2 separate regions of the Gossypium arboreum genome follow, and region 2 is linked to region 1. Evidence: chromatin contacts called from public Hi-C data. All regions are on one chromosome and are shown on one strand. Each heading gives the region's core, a stretch centred on a gene start, on an enhancer-like site or on the middle of the called end of the contact. The rest is flanking DNA. Distances are from core to core; before and after follow the strand shown.

Evidence for each region. Hi-C and Micro-C count contacts between places; a contact is called where the count stands out from the background.
Region 2: a Hi-C map of leaf shows a contact between it and region 1, with 3 times the contacts expected there. The contact joins the promoter of LOC108460971 here to the promoter of LOC108489099 in region 1. A contact is called at or near these places in 3 of 5 Hi-C or Micro-C datasets (all in leaf).

The regions. Positions count from the first base shown.
Region 1 is chr2:106,143,902-106,150,824 of ASM2569848v2, reverse strand. LOC108489099 reads left to right here and starts at 3,576. Exons shown (of 15, transcript XM_017793381.2): 1 at 3,576-4,097; 2 at 4,414-6,923. The coding sequence starts at 3,793.
Region 2 is chr2:106,344,496-106,351,418 of ASM2569848v2, reverse strand. It overlaps LOC108460971 (probable magnesium transporter NIPA3), which reads left to right and starts at 2,763. Exons shown (of 10, transcript XR_001867701.2): 1 at 2,763-3,350; 2 at 4,022-4,078; 3 at 4,416-4,506; 4 at 4,579-4,739; 5 at 4,849-4,976; 6 at 5,092-5,229; 7 at 5,611-5,703; 8 at 6,579-6,684; 9 at 6,878-6,923.

The DNA.
Region 1 (6,923 bases), core at 2,327-4,826:
AAAACAACGTCTATTTACATTTTGCGTGAACGAAGGTAAGCTTCTTAGAGATCACATTAGTCAATTTATTACTTTTTTGAATGAGTTAAAGAATTTTGAGGTTAAGATTGACGATGAAGATCAGGCTATGATATTATTGTGCTCTTTACCCTCTTCATACAAGTTTTTCAAGGAGACCCTGATTTATGGCAGAGACAAACTCTCGTTCGAGGATGTGAAAGTTATTTGTTGAGTAAAGACAAACTCGACAATGAGTTTGGTTCAGATAGCAAGGTAGATAGGCAAGCTTCGATTTTGGTAGCATCAAAGAAGCAAGACAAAATGTGTCGCTATTGTAAGAAGTTAGGTCATGTCAAAGTAGATTGTTATAAACTGTAAAATAAAAGGGCTGCTGAAAGTAACGAGGAAGATGTAGTTGGTGCTAATATGGCCGACGAAAGTGGTGATGATTTCTTGTTAGTGTCAATGAGTGATAGCTTCGAGCATACGTTTGATTTGATCCTAGATTCAGGATGTTCTTTCCACGTATGTCCCAACAGAGAATGGCTCTTCATATACAGTTCGTTTGAATGTGGAATTGTACGCTTGAGAAACGATTCATCTAGTAAGATAATCGGGATTGGTACTGTTAAAATTAAGATGCATAATGGGACGATTAGGACACTTTTAGGTGTCAGATATTTACCTGATTTACGAAAGAATCTCTTCTCCTTGAGTATTTTAGACTCTAAAGGTTGCAAAATCAATATCGAGTCGAGTGATATTAAGATGTCTCGTGGAGTTCTCATTTTATTAAAAGGTAAAATGACATATAGCCTTTATATTCTGGAAGGTTCTATAGTGACTAGTGAAACCGGACGTCCCTCGTATGTTACAAAGTCAAAGTCAACTCGTTTGGAGTGAAGGCAACTTGATCATAGAAGGGAAAAATGTATGACCGTTGCATTAAAGAGAGGTTCTCATTTGGATGCAGGTTTTGAAAAGTTAAGGCACTGTGTTCGTGAAAATCAAACTCGTGTTAGTTTTGATTTGGTAGTGCACAAGTTGAAAGACTTCTTAGTTTTGATTTGGCAGTGCACAAGTTGAAGGCTAGAAGTCTTCCAACTTCTAAGCATAGATTCAACTCAGTTAATTCCTTGCATAGTTCAAGATAGGCCCGTGGTGGGCTTTGGCAAAGATGGCGATATGAGAATTTGTGTTAAGGTGGAGATTGTTAGCGTTGTGTGACCCAAATTCATGTTAAATAAAATAAGAGATTACTTACAAGTCAAGTTAAACAAAAATATATTTTCTTTCTAGAAGATTTAATATTTATTAGTATAATATTTTTAGCATTTATTAACATAATTTATTTAACCTACGAATTTAGTCTATAAATAGGTTCTTTTACAACCTTAAAAAATACACCCATTAAAGATTAGAACTCATAACACTTTTGGAGAATTTTGTGTTTATGTTTTGAGGGTTCGTTGTTTTTCGGGTTTTGGGGTTTAATTTTTATTTTCATCTTTTGTACTCTTCGTTCTTTTACCATTATAGTAAAATTATCTTTGCCCATAATTTTTTATCCTTTTTGGAGGGTTTTTCCACGTTAAATTTGTGTGTTTAATTTATTAATTTTTTTCCATTATTTTTAATTGCTCATTTCTTAATCAGGTCGATCCCCAACAATAATTGTATCAAGTTAGAATGATGGAATACATATTGAAAAATGTGTTAATTTATTTTCAATTATAAAATGTAGCACCATATAGTTCGAATTCGACGATTGAATCGAGTGTTAGGCGTTACAATCTATACATAACATATACATAAAAACGCCAATCTTCAACATTTATGGTAATGATGCCTTGACATCTGCATATACTTGAACACTATTATTTTTTAACTTCAACAATCTATGTATGAGGCCACAAACTTGCTGTACAATATTGTTTTGAACTTCATGGTATTTATGCATTAATGACCACATATAACTGAACAAAATCTTTAACAATTATGAATAAACAATAAAAATATATTAATATATAAAATAATCTTTAAAAAGAAAGGTAATAGATGAATGTGTAAAACTAAAATCTTCACAAAATAAGTTCACAATTTTTGACCAATTGAGCAAGAAGGGAAATGGTCAATAGATACTTTTTTATGAAAACAACCAAAAAAAACAAGTAAAAACAAATAATAGTTGAGAAATTAGACAACTAGCATAGCAAAAGCCATAAAAATCAACATTCTCTCTATTTTAAGCAAAGGAAAAAGATTGTATAAAATAGTAAAGCCATGTTATTTGCATTTATTTTTTAATAGTTTTATGTCACATCAATAGTTTTATACTAAATTTTAATATTTTCATCCGAACAAGATCAAATCTAAATTAAAATTTTAAAATTCAGAATGATATTGTTGATATGATATAAAATTATTAGAAAGTGAATATATTTATGTTTCATACAATCTTTTCTCGTCAAGTAAAATAATAAAAGTTTGATCACAAATAACTAAAGCTCCTAGATTTGAATAAACTATAACAATCATTTGTTTAGGTTTATTTTGAATTTTAATTTTAAAATATTTTTTATATTTTATAAGTTTTTAATGTGTTACAAACTTTTAATAATTTTTAATTCAAAAATTAAAATCTGAATAAATATAAGCAAATGAATGTTTATATTGAAATGCACCTAAACATCAATTTATTTAAATTTATTTTGATTTATATTTTTTTAAAAATATTTTTATTTTCGATGACATAGTAGTTTATGTCAATAGTGGTTGTTATGAATAGTCATGTCAACCTTACTTCATTAATATTAATGTCCATGTCAGTATAGTAACAATTAACAATGAAAATCATTGGCGAAAAAGATTAATTTAATTATGTTTTTATTAGAGGATATGAATTTTTTTTGGATAAATCCTTTTAGCTAAGGAATAAAGTATATTTCATAAAAATTGTATAATGACAGATTTAGTCTTCAATGCTTACATCTTTTGTCAATTTGACTTTCTTTTTAGTTAAATTGATTATTAATCTTTTAAAAGGAGTGAAATCATTTTTAACGTAAATGCTAATTAAAACATTAGTCTTTTAATGATGTTGGTGTGATAACCCGATAATAGTTTACATGTATTTCATGTTAACACGACACTATTTATTTTATATGCTACTTAATAAAGAATTTAAAAATTATAAAAATATTTAAAAAACAAAAAAAGTAAAAAAATTCTTAAAAATTAGTATGAAGTATACATGTATTGTTATATGAGCTGTTATGTTTAAAAATTGAATCTTATAAAAATAACTATTCGACTCTTTTGGAAGGTTAATTGTCAAATTCGATTATTTTTATAAGATTGAGGTCAAATTTAGCTAAAAAAGAATAAGGATCAAATTGATAAAAATGTAAATATTAAAAGTTAAATTTATTATTATGCCAAATAATCTTTATAAATCAATGGAACTTACTCGAGGCGGGGGCTTTTAAGTACGATGATTGAAAATCAAATGGTAAATGATTATTATATTTACAATTTTAAGGGACCTATAAAAAAAAGTGTAAATTTAATAATTTTCGGTGATATTTTAAAATTTTAAAATTTAATGAGTGACTTTAGATGCAGTTTACCAAAAAAAACTAAAGCTATAATTCGGTATTACAAAAGAAAGAGAAAATATAAGAAAGAAAGGGAAAACGCCACAACGGAACGCTTTGAAACGCATCCGCTGGGACAAGCAAGCGCAGAAGGGAAACGATCAAGAGATGCGAAGCCATAGATATCTTTTCAACAATGATGCAAGGACTCCACCACCAACAACAGCAACTGGCTGCTCTCCTTTCCGCTGCCCTCCCCAAAGACACCACCGCCGCGGCCACCGCTTCCGTCACTTCTTCTTCCTCCACCACTGCCTCAACTACGCTTCCCACAACTGCATCAACTCCCACTGTTTCAACCAAATCCGACGAAAACGACTCAGCTCGTCTTGCAGCTATTAATTCTCTCCACCGCGCCATCATTTACCCTCCTAACTCCATCCTCGTCGCCCACTCCGCTTCTTTCCTCGCCCAAGGCTTCTGTCAACTTCTTTCTGACAAGTATAACTCTGTCCCTCTCGCTCGCATTTAAATTTATTTGAATTTCAACATTATTTATGCTTATTTCTTTTTGTTTACTTTCTTTGTTTTCTTATTACGTGGTAACAATTTTTTATCTCAAAGAAAAGAAGAATTGTTCTTATGTATGCTTGACCATTAAATTGTTAAATTACAATTTAAAAAGAATGCTTATAGACTATAAATTATGAGTTCTGAGAACTTTGAGATCATGCTTCCAAATTTTTAAAAAAATATGTGATTCTTAGAATATATTTTATGTATAGCTTGTTGAAATTTCTGGCACAAATTTGATCAGGTCATACGCAGTGAGGCAGTCTGCTGCTATTGCATATGCTGCTCTTTGTGCAGTTGTATGTTCGGTCCCAATAGGATCAAGTGGGAGGCAAAACCATGTTATGCTCAGTAGTTTGGTGGACAGGTTCATTGGATGGGCTTTACCACTGCTTAGTAATATTAGTGCTGGGGACGGGACCACGGAACTGGCCTTGGAAGGTCTACGTGAGTTTCTTAGTGTTGGTGATGTGGGTGCGATTGAAAGATATGCTTTACCAATCCTCAAAGCATGCCAAGAACTTCTGGAGGATGAGAGAACTTCCTTGAGTTTATTACATCGGCTTCTAAGTGTTTTGACTTTGATATCATTGAAGTTTTCGCTGTCTTTCCAACCGCATTTTCTTGACATTATTGATCTTCTTCTTGGGTGGGCATTGGTGCCTGACCTTGCAGAATCTGACAGGAGGGTCATTATGGATAGTTTCTTGCAATTTCAGAAGCATTGGGTGGGTAATTTGCAGTTTTCTCTGGGATTGTTGTCTAAGTTCCTGGGAGACATGGATGTATTGCTTCAGGATGGGACCCATGGAACCCCACAACAGTTTCGTAGGTTGCTTGCATTGCTTTCTTGTTTTTCTACAGTTTTGCAATCGACTGCATCTGGATTGCTTGAAATGAATCTACTTGAACAAATAAGTGAACCTCTAAGCAAAATGCTTCCCCGGTTATTGGGATGTTTATCTGTTGTTGGAAAGAAGTTTGGATGGTCAAGATGGATTGAGGATTCTTGGAAGTGCTTGACTCTATTGGCAGAAATATTACAAGAAAGGTTTTCCACGTTTTACCCACTTGCTATTGACATATTATTTCAGAGCTTGGAATTGGGAAACACTAGTCGGCCTCTTGGAGCTGGGAAGATAACCTCCTTTCAAGTTCATGGAGTGTTAAAAACTAATCTTCAATTATTATCTTTGCAAAAGCTTGGCCTCCTTCCCTCATCTGTGAAGAAAATTCTTCATTTTGACAGAGCAATATCTCAGCTGCGCTTGCATCCAAATCATTTAGTCACTGGAAGTTCTGCAGCTACTTATGTTTTCTTGCTTCAACAGGGGAATGATGAAATAGTTCAACAGGCAATGACCTTGTTAACTGAAGAACTAGAGCTGTTGAAGGGTATGCTTAAAAAAAAAATAGTTCATGGAGAGGAGGTTAATAGTGCGGGGGATTTGAGATGTTACTCTAAATTTGAGTTGTTTGCATTGATTAAATTTGATTTGAAAGTTTTGTTAACCTCCATTTCCTTGTGTGGATGTAACAGTTTGATTGTCCAACCAAAGATCACTGCCTTGTATCTTCAGAGGTCAGAAAGTTTGATTTCTTTTATCATTGAGAAGCTGAGTCCTTTTGAGTCACCTATTCAGTTTTGTGTGGAATTGCAAGTCCATGTTATCAAGACACTAGATAGGTTAAGTATGGTTAAATTCTTTAGCAAGTGTTCCATTAGAAATCAAAGTGGCAACATACCTGTTGGGGATGCTGCTACTGAAAAAGTACTTGATGGTAATAGTCTTAGAGATGTCCATCCAGCTGTGATTATTGAGTATCTAAGGGAGTTTGGCACACTTCTTGTTAGAGCTCTCCATGTTTCTTCTCCTGTCGCAGTTAAAATAGTTGCTTTGGAATGGGTACAAAGATTCTGTGAAGATCTCATTTCCATATGTGAGAGTGCAAATATGAGATATAATTTTTATGAAGAATTTGGATATGTCTCTCTTTTTGGAGATTTGATTTTCTCTATTTTGGAGGCTGCATTTGACAGGGAACCAAAGGTCAGGTTACATGTCACATTATCTTTGGAGCTGCTTTTGCAAGCTAGGTTGATGCATCCCTTGTACTTTAATTCTGTTAGTGATGTGGTCCTGGAAAAGCTTGGTGATCCAGATGCTGACATTAGAAATGCCTATGTTAGGCTTCTGTCTCATGTCTTGTTGACTACAATGTATGTATATGGTATACACGATATTGGAGCCTTTAGCAATTCCAGGCCCCGAGCTCTTATGTTAGGCAATAGTTCAAACTTGTACTGGAAGCAAGTATTTGCCTTAAAGCAGCTGCCTCAGCAGCTTCACTCTCAGCAACTTGTTTCCATTTTGAGTTACATTTCACAACGATGGAAAGTGCCTCTTTCTTCTTGGATCCAACGCCTTATTCATACATGTAGGAGCTCTAAGGACAGCAGTTTGGGACAGCTTGAGGAGACTGGGATTGTAGGTGCAAATGATCTATGGTTGGATATAAAAATGGAAAATATTCTTGAAAAATTTTGCTCTGTTAATAACCTCGCTGGTGCTTGGTGGGCCATACATGAGGCAGCTAGATATTGTATTTCTACTCGTCTACGAACTAACCTTGGTGGGCCCACTCAAACTTTTGCAGCTTTGGAGCGGATGCTTTTGGATGTTTCACATGTGCTACAGCTTGATGGTGAACAGAATGATGGAAGCTTAAGTATAATAGGTTCTTCTGGTGCAC
Region 2 (6,923 bases), core at 1,514-4,013, 200 kb before region 1:
GCTTGGCCTAGCAAACGAACTTAAAATTTTAGTTGGACCCAACACGACCCATGAGCACCTCTATATACTATGGGGAGAGATTCATTTGCATTAGTGTAAAACTCTTTAGTTCTACAACTTTTTGTATACCGTTATTAAAAATTAAAAATTCCTAACTATTTGTTTTATGTAAAAACCTTTCAACCATTCGATAAATGTTAATAAATATAGTATTTTAGATCAATATGATAGAGATTGGATTGGTTTAAAAGTTTACATGCATGCAAGTGCAATAATATCGATAAATTCAAAGGTTGAATTGTTAAAATATTAATCGTACAAATAGATACAAAAGAGTGTATAACTATTTTAGTTTTACAGTGGTGTAAATGGATCCTCCCCATATCTATATTATTATATTATGTAATAGTATATCATTCATTATATTTAGTGACTAAAATTGATTAAATCAACCAAACCACGCCAATTCATGCAAATCGGTTGGTAAATTCGATTTCGATTTTGGATCAATTAACAGTTATATGTGTATTAATAGTTTTAAAATATATTATTACATTATGTAATACTATATCACATGCTGAAATAGTAATACTTAATAAATTAATTATCATTATATATTATGGTTTATTATTATATTGGTTGAAATATTTTAAGTCCTTATACACTTTGTATATTTAAAAGTTAAGTTTACTACTATATTATATAATACAATACAATATTATATTATATCATATCATATAATATATAATATATTAATAGTTTATATATATGCATTAATGAGTAGATATTATAATATTATGTAATACTATGTTTTTTATTATAATTTATAATATAATAATAGTTTTATATATGTATTAAAGTTTTAGAGATAGTTACATAATATATTATTATATTATATAATAGTATATCATCTATTATAGTTAGTGGTTAAAATCGACTTAATCAACCAAATCGAGTCAGTTCAAGTAAATCAATTGGTAAATTCAATTTGTATTAACAACTTTAAAATATTGTTACATTATGTAGTACTATATCACATGCTATAATAGTAGTACATAATATATTAATTATTTTATATTATTGTTTATGATTATCTTGATTGAAATATTCTCTACGTCCCTATACTCTTAGTACATTTAAAAGTTGGCCCTTCTATTTTATAATGTAATATATATATATATAATATATTAATAGTTTATATATATCAAGTTAAGTAATCAGTTGAGTTGATGTTTTCAAAACCGTTTAAACTAAATCAACCATATTTACACTTATTAACTCTAATATATATTTAAACCCAATTCCAATACTAACCAAATCCAAACCCAATTTAAAATTTATTTAAAACCTAACCTAAATAAAATAATAATAAAAGTGAAACCTAAATTCCCAAAATATAAAAAAAACAAAAACAAAAATTAAAATATAAATTTATATTATTAAATGATCAATCACAACTCAATCATGCATACAATACAATATACAATAGTTTTTGGGTCTTATACGAGCTTATGAAAGCTCTAAAACTAACTCGAGGTTGAGATATGACCAAATTGTAAGAATTTCAATATATTGGATTGTTGACGTCGTGACGTCAGGGGGTTTTTTGTCACGACACAACATACTGATTAGGTCTCATTGTAGCGACCCAAGCTCGGTGTCGCACAGTGATATAACAACTTGGTCTCGTCACGACGTGATATACCAACTTCGAATGGTCAAATTTTAGTACCTATTTACATTCACCTAAAAACATCAAATTTATTTATAATACGATCTCAAAACCCAAAACACATATCCTATAAATTCTAAGATAGTTAACATACCATTCATATACATAAGAGTTGAAAGATATTTGTTGAAATCTCACATTTATACCATTCTTAGCATTTACCAAATTCTACTATTCATTCACATGTATAGTGAACCAAGATTGCTACAAATGAGCTAGTTTCATTATATAACATTTCTTACTGCAATGATTCAAGCTATTGAGCTTGTAAAGTTACCATTTAAACATTAAATATTGACATTTTAAATCAAAATTGACTTTACCTAGGTGTATGCCATAAAATAAACTAAAAAGAGATTTTACAAAAATTGATGAGTCAGGGATTTTAAGTTGGATGCTAGATTCAAAGTTCGGGATCTCGATATGTTCATCATGTTTAATAATCTGCTTGGAAATAATAGGCCCCAAATTAGATTTGATTCATTAAAACCTAAAACTTTTCCTGTCGATGCATCAATTTGCAGATTGCCATGTAAAGCTTACTGAGACTAGAGTTTGGAATCCCAATTCTAAGAACAAGTAAGCGTATGTTGTTGGATATTGTAAAAGGTTTAATTTTGGTATTAGTCCATGCACAATGCTAAAGTTATGAATTTAATCTTATATTTTAATTTGGTTATTTTCTTTTTTGTATTTTGAAAAATCTGTCATAAATCGATAAGTTCTGTTGTTTCCAAAATTTTATGCGAGAAATACGTTATCACATGCTTAATGTCATGTTAACTTGTTATTTTCACATATTACTTGCAGAAAAGTCTATCGATGTTGAAATTTTAAAATTTGAAAAGAATAGAGATTAAGAATGACTAAATTTGAGAATTGGATTAAATCTATAATTTTAATACACATAAAAATTTAATTACTACTCTTTATTTCAAGATTGAAATTTTAAAAAGTCGAAAAAGTAAAGGACTAAATTTGATAGAAATAAAGTACAGGACTAAATCAATAACATATGTATAGTAAAGATACTAATAGAAAATTTTGACCATTATTGTTCTAAATCAGAAAGGAAAACTTGGTGCTTAAACAAGTTAATCAAAACCAGAGTCGGAGAGGAGTCGTTATTGTAGTAAAATCCTCAACCTCAACGCCTACGCGATTCTCTTCCAATCCAGGAAGCCTCTGCCTTCACAACAATTATAGATATCTTCCATTTCTCGATCCTTCAATACTTATAGATCCGTTAACCCGTGTTCTTGTAACACAGGTTGGTTTAAATCGATTCCCTGATTGTGTAAAATTGAGATTTCTTTCGAGATCCATGAACCCATTTTTTAGACTCGGTCCGAGTTTCAGAGCAAATCGAGGATCCTGCCAAGTCTGGTTACATAGAATTGCCGCATTCCCTGAGAATTAGGGCTTTTTATTTTTATCTTTTTTTTTATCAAGTCTAGGGCTAAGAGTATGGCGGTTGTCCAAAAGTGGAGGGAGGGCATGTCCTCGGATAATGTTAAGGGTTTGGTTTTAGCGCTTTCTTCGAGTTTATTTATTGGGGCAAGTTTCATTGTTAAGAAAAAAGGCTTGAAGAAAGCTGGTGCTTCTGGCATCAGGGCAGGTACTCAGAATTTTATCGAGGTTTTTAGTATAATAGTTCCCTTTGTTTTTTTTTTTTTTTTGATGTTTAAGATTTAAAATGATTTACATTGTAGTCGGATTCTGTGAATAACAGTTCCCTCCTCCAGAAAATGAAATCGAGTGAATTGTAAATGATGGAAATTAATTTGCCTTGGGAATTTTATTCACAATTTAAATATATTGATTTGAGCTGTTGCTGATCTAGTATGCAATTGCATCCCTTAGAACTTGGGTTTGCTTGGAATCTTTGATTGTACGTCTATAACTTATTATTATTATAACCTGTTTAAGAAACATGGCCATTTGCCAATGTATTTTTGTCAGAAGTTATTCGTGGTATTTCTTTATAGGATGCAATAGGAGGAAACGATATGCTTGGGCGTCTCAAGTTCCATATAATTGCTGATTTTACATGCATATTGTGCTACTATCGAATAGAGTCTTTTCCATTTATGACTTGACCTTTTCTTTTCTTCAAATTGTCCTGTTGCCTAGCAATTAGCCTCTTTATTTATTTACCTCAGTTATCTGGAGACTCTCAGAATTTATTTGCTATAATTTAGTAGTTGTTTACCTTTTCATTTTTTATGAGACTTATTGTCCATGTGCAGTATACATTTCAATGACATTGTTTTATTGGATTTTACACAGGGGTTGGAGGGTATTCTTACTTGCTTGAGCCTCTTTGGTGGGCAGGCATGATAACAAGTAAGTTTTACTGATTTCTCATTGATCATTAACCCAATATCTCATGGATTTTTCATTTATACTGAAACCTCTTTCTTTATTTTCCTTTTCTTTATCCATGTATTGTCCCTAAAGGATGTTAAAAAAGTTATGCTATCCCAATTAAAAATGGGATGATATTGTCAATGCATTTATAGAAAAATAATTCTTATGTTTATCCCATACTCGCTTCTTAATGTGTAAGGACTAATCAAACCCTGCAGTCTTTTTAAGTACAATGAGTTGTTCTTGTTGCTTGTGGTTCATGATTCTTGAAGAATATGTGGTTAATTCTAACTGGTAATTGGCCTTGAAACAGTGGTCGTGGGTGAAATTGCTAATTTTGCAGCATATGCATTTGCACCAGCTATTCTGGTCACTCCTCTTGGTGCCCTCAGCATCATTATCAGGCAAGGAAACTTTACACTCAAATTTAGGTTTGGCAACTTAGAGTTGATTGCTAAGCATTGTTTCTCTTGCAGTGCGGTACTTGCGCATATCATTTTGCGGGAAAGATTACATACTTTTGGGATTCTGGGTTGTATTTTATGTGTTGTGGGCTCTACAACAATTGTATTACATGCTCCCCAAGAACGTCAAATTGAATCTGTAACAGAAGTTTGGGATCTTGCTACAGAGCCAGGTTATATTTTCTTAAAGATAGTCCGTAGCTCTTAACACATTTTGCTGCTCTAAATTGTTGAACTGCAAAGAAAGAAAAAGATCTTAGTTCCTCTTTGATCTTCTTGCAGGCTTTCTGTTTTACACAGCTTTGGTCTTAACAGCTGTCTTCATACTTATATATCAATTTGTTCCACAATACGGACAGACACATATTATGGTTTATATTGGAGTTTGCTCTCTTGTTGGTTCCATTTCGGTATGTATCAGTACTAGGCTGTTGGTAGCATAATTCTGTTTGCATTCCAATGGTATTTGCCTTTTTTCTTTTTTTGTTTTCGACAGATTGTTTTGCTAAGAGTGTTATTTGACAGGTAATGAGTGTTAAAGCACTTGGTATTGCGTTGAAGTTAACCTTTTCAGGAACGAATCAGCTTGTATATCCTCAGACATGGGCCTTTACTTTAGTTGTGATTACTTGTGTGCTTACCCAAATGAATTATTTAAACAAGGTAATGAATTATTTAAATGAATGTCTACAGTTGCCCTTTTTTTCTTTTGAATAATTTTGAAATGGCCCTTCAAAGAAAGTAAACAAGGGAGGAAATGTTCAGTGTGAGAAAAAGATGCAAAGAGAAAAAGAGATTGTAAATATGTCATTTTTATCCAAAGTCTATTATGTTTCATCTCAAACGTTGCTTATCAACATTCTTGTTTGTGGTGTTCTTAATTGTTAATTTAAACATTAAATCAGTTGAAATTTATCTATTTATGCTTTCTTGCTCCCGGAATCATTGTGTCCTTAATTTTGCATTGCTTGCTGATTTAAAATTTTTGTTTTGCACTTCAATTCTTTTTTATTTTTAAAATTTATTTTATCTTCATAATTGCAGGCGCTTGATACTTTCAACACTGCTGTTGTTTCTCCCATATACTATGTTATGTTTACATCACTGACCATTTTGGCTAGTGTAATCATGTTTAAGGTAATTTCTAGTCGTTGATGCTATCAGACTGGTTCAAAAGGTCTACTAAATTATAATGTTCAAAATGTTTTACTTCATTCTGCCTACCACCTTCCACAACCCTTTTCAGGATGGTCACAATTAAATTTTCTTAAGCATGCAAAGAGTTGCTTAACCCTATATGTAAGTTGTATGCTTCTTAAGGGAAGGGAACTGTATGTATAGCAGTGTGGAAACTTTGGTCATTCAAGATGTTGTAACTGACAATTCTAAGTTGCAATACCCTTGTTTGACTTTATATAGTTGGTCTGTTTGTGACTGTTATGATATGAAATTGAACTTCTATTTGTTTCTCTGGTTGTTTAGTTTGCTGTTGAGCCCTAAGGCTTTGCATGATAAGGTGGAAAGAATATTGGAAAAATGAAAATTTGAAAGAATTTATTTATTTATTTATTTCCCATTGGTGTGCGTGATAGTAAAGATAGAAGGTAAAGTTGAAAAAAGAGGAAAGAAAATGAAAATTCTAAAGAATGCATGATCATGTGAAGTGCACATTTTCACCTTGCTCATTTTCTTTCCGCTTATTATTCCAAATCGGAATGAGTTACTTTTATGCGTTAGGATGGAAAATGATCTTCTTTTTTTTTTTTTTAATTTACTTTCTTCCCATTTTCCTTGCTACCAAGCACACTCAAAATTTATCTTTCTTCTAATTTTCCATTCACCTCATTCCATCTTTCCACTTTTCCACTCTGCAGATCATTACAGCTGCTTCCCTAAACTTTATTTTAAAATTAAAAATTTGAGCGGCAGTTAATGACTACTGCATTTCTAGATCTCTGTTTTCTATTGGGATTGACCTAGAAATTAGCTTAGTTTAATTTTTCTGATATCAGGATTGGGATGGACAGAGTCCTACTCAGATTCTGACAGAGATGTGTGGGTTCGTGACTATCCTTTCTGGAACTTTTCTTCTTCACAAAACCAAGGATATGGCTGATGGTATGTTTTCAGGAACCTTGAATTGTGAATTTATTATCTCGGTCATTTGTAATCACCAATTACCGTCTCCTGTTAGCAGAGGAAGAATGTTGCGGTGTTACTCTGTTAGTTTGTTACTGCTTTTATGTAGTCAAGAAACATTAATGGTTCTAACTTTGGCATTTTAATCAATTGTTGAACTATGTTTAATCAGGTCCAGGTTTGTCAACATCTTTGTCAATGAGATCATTGAAGCATGA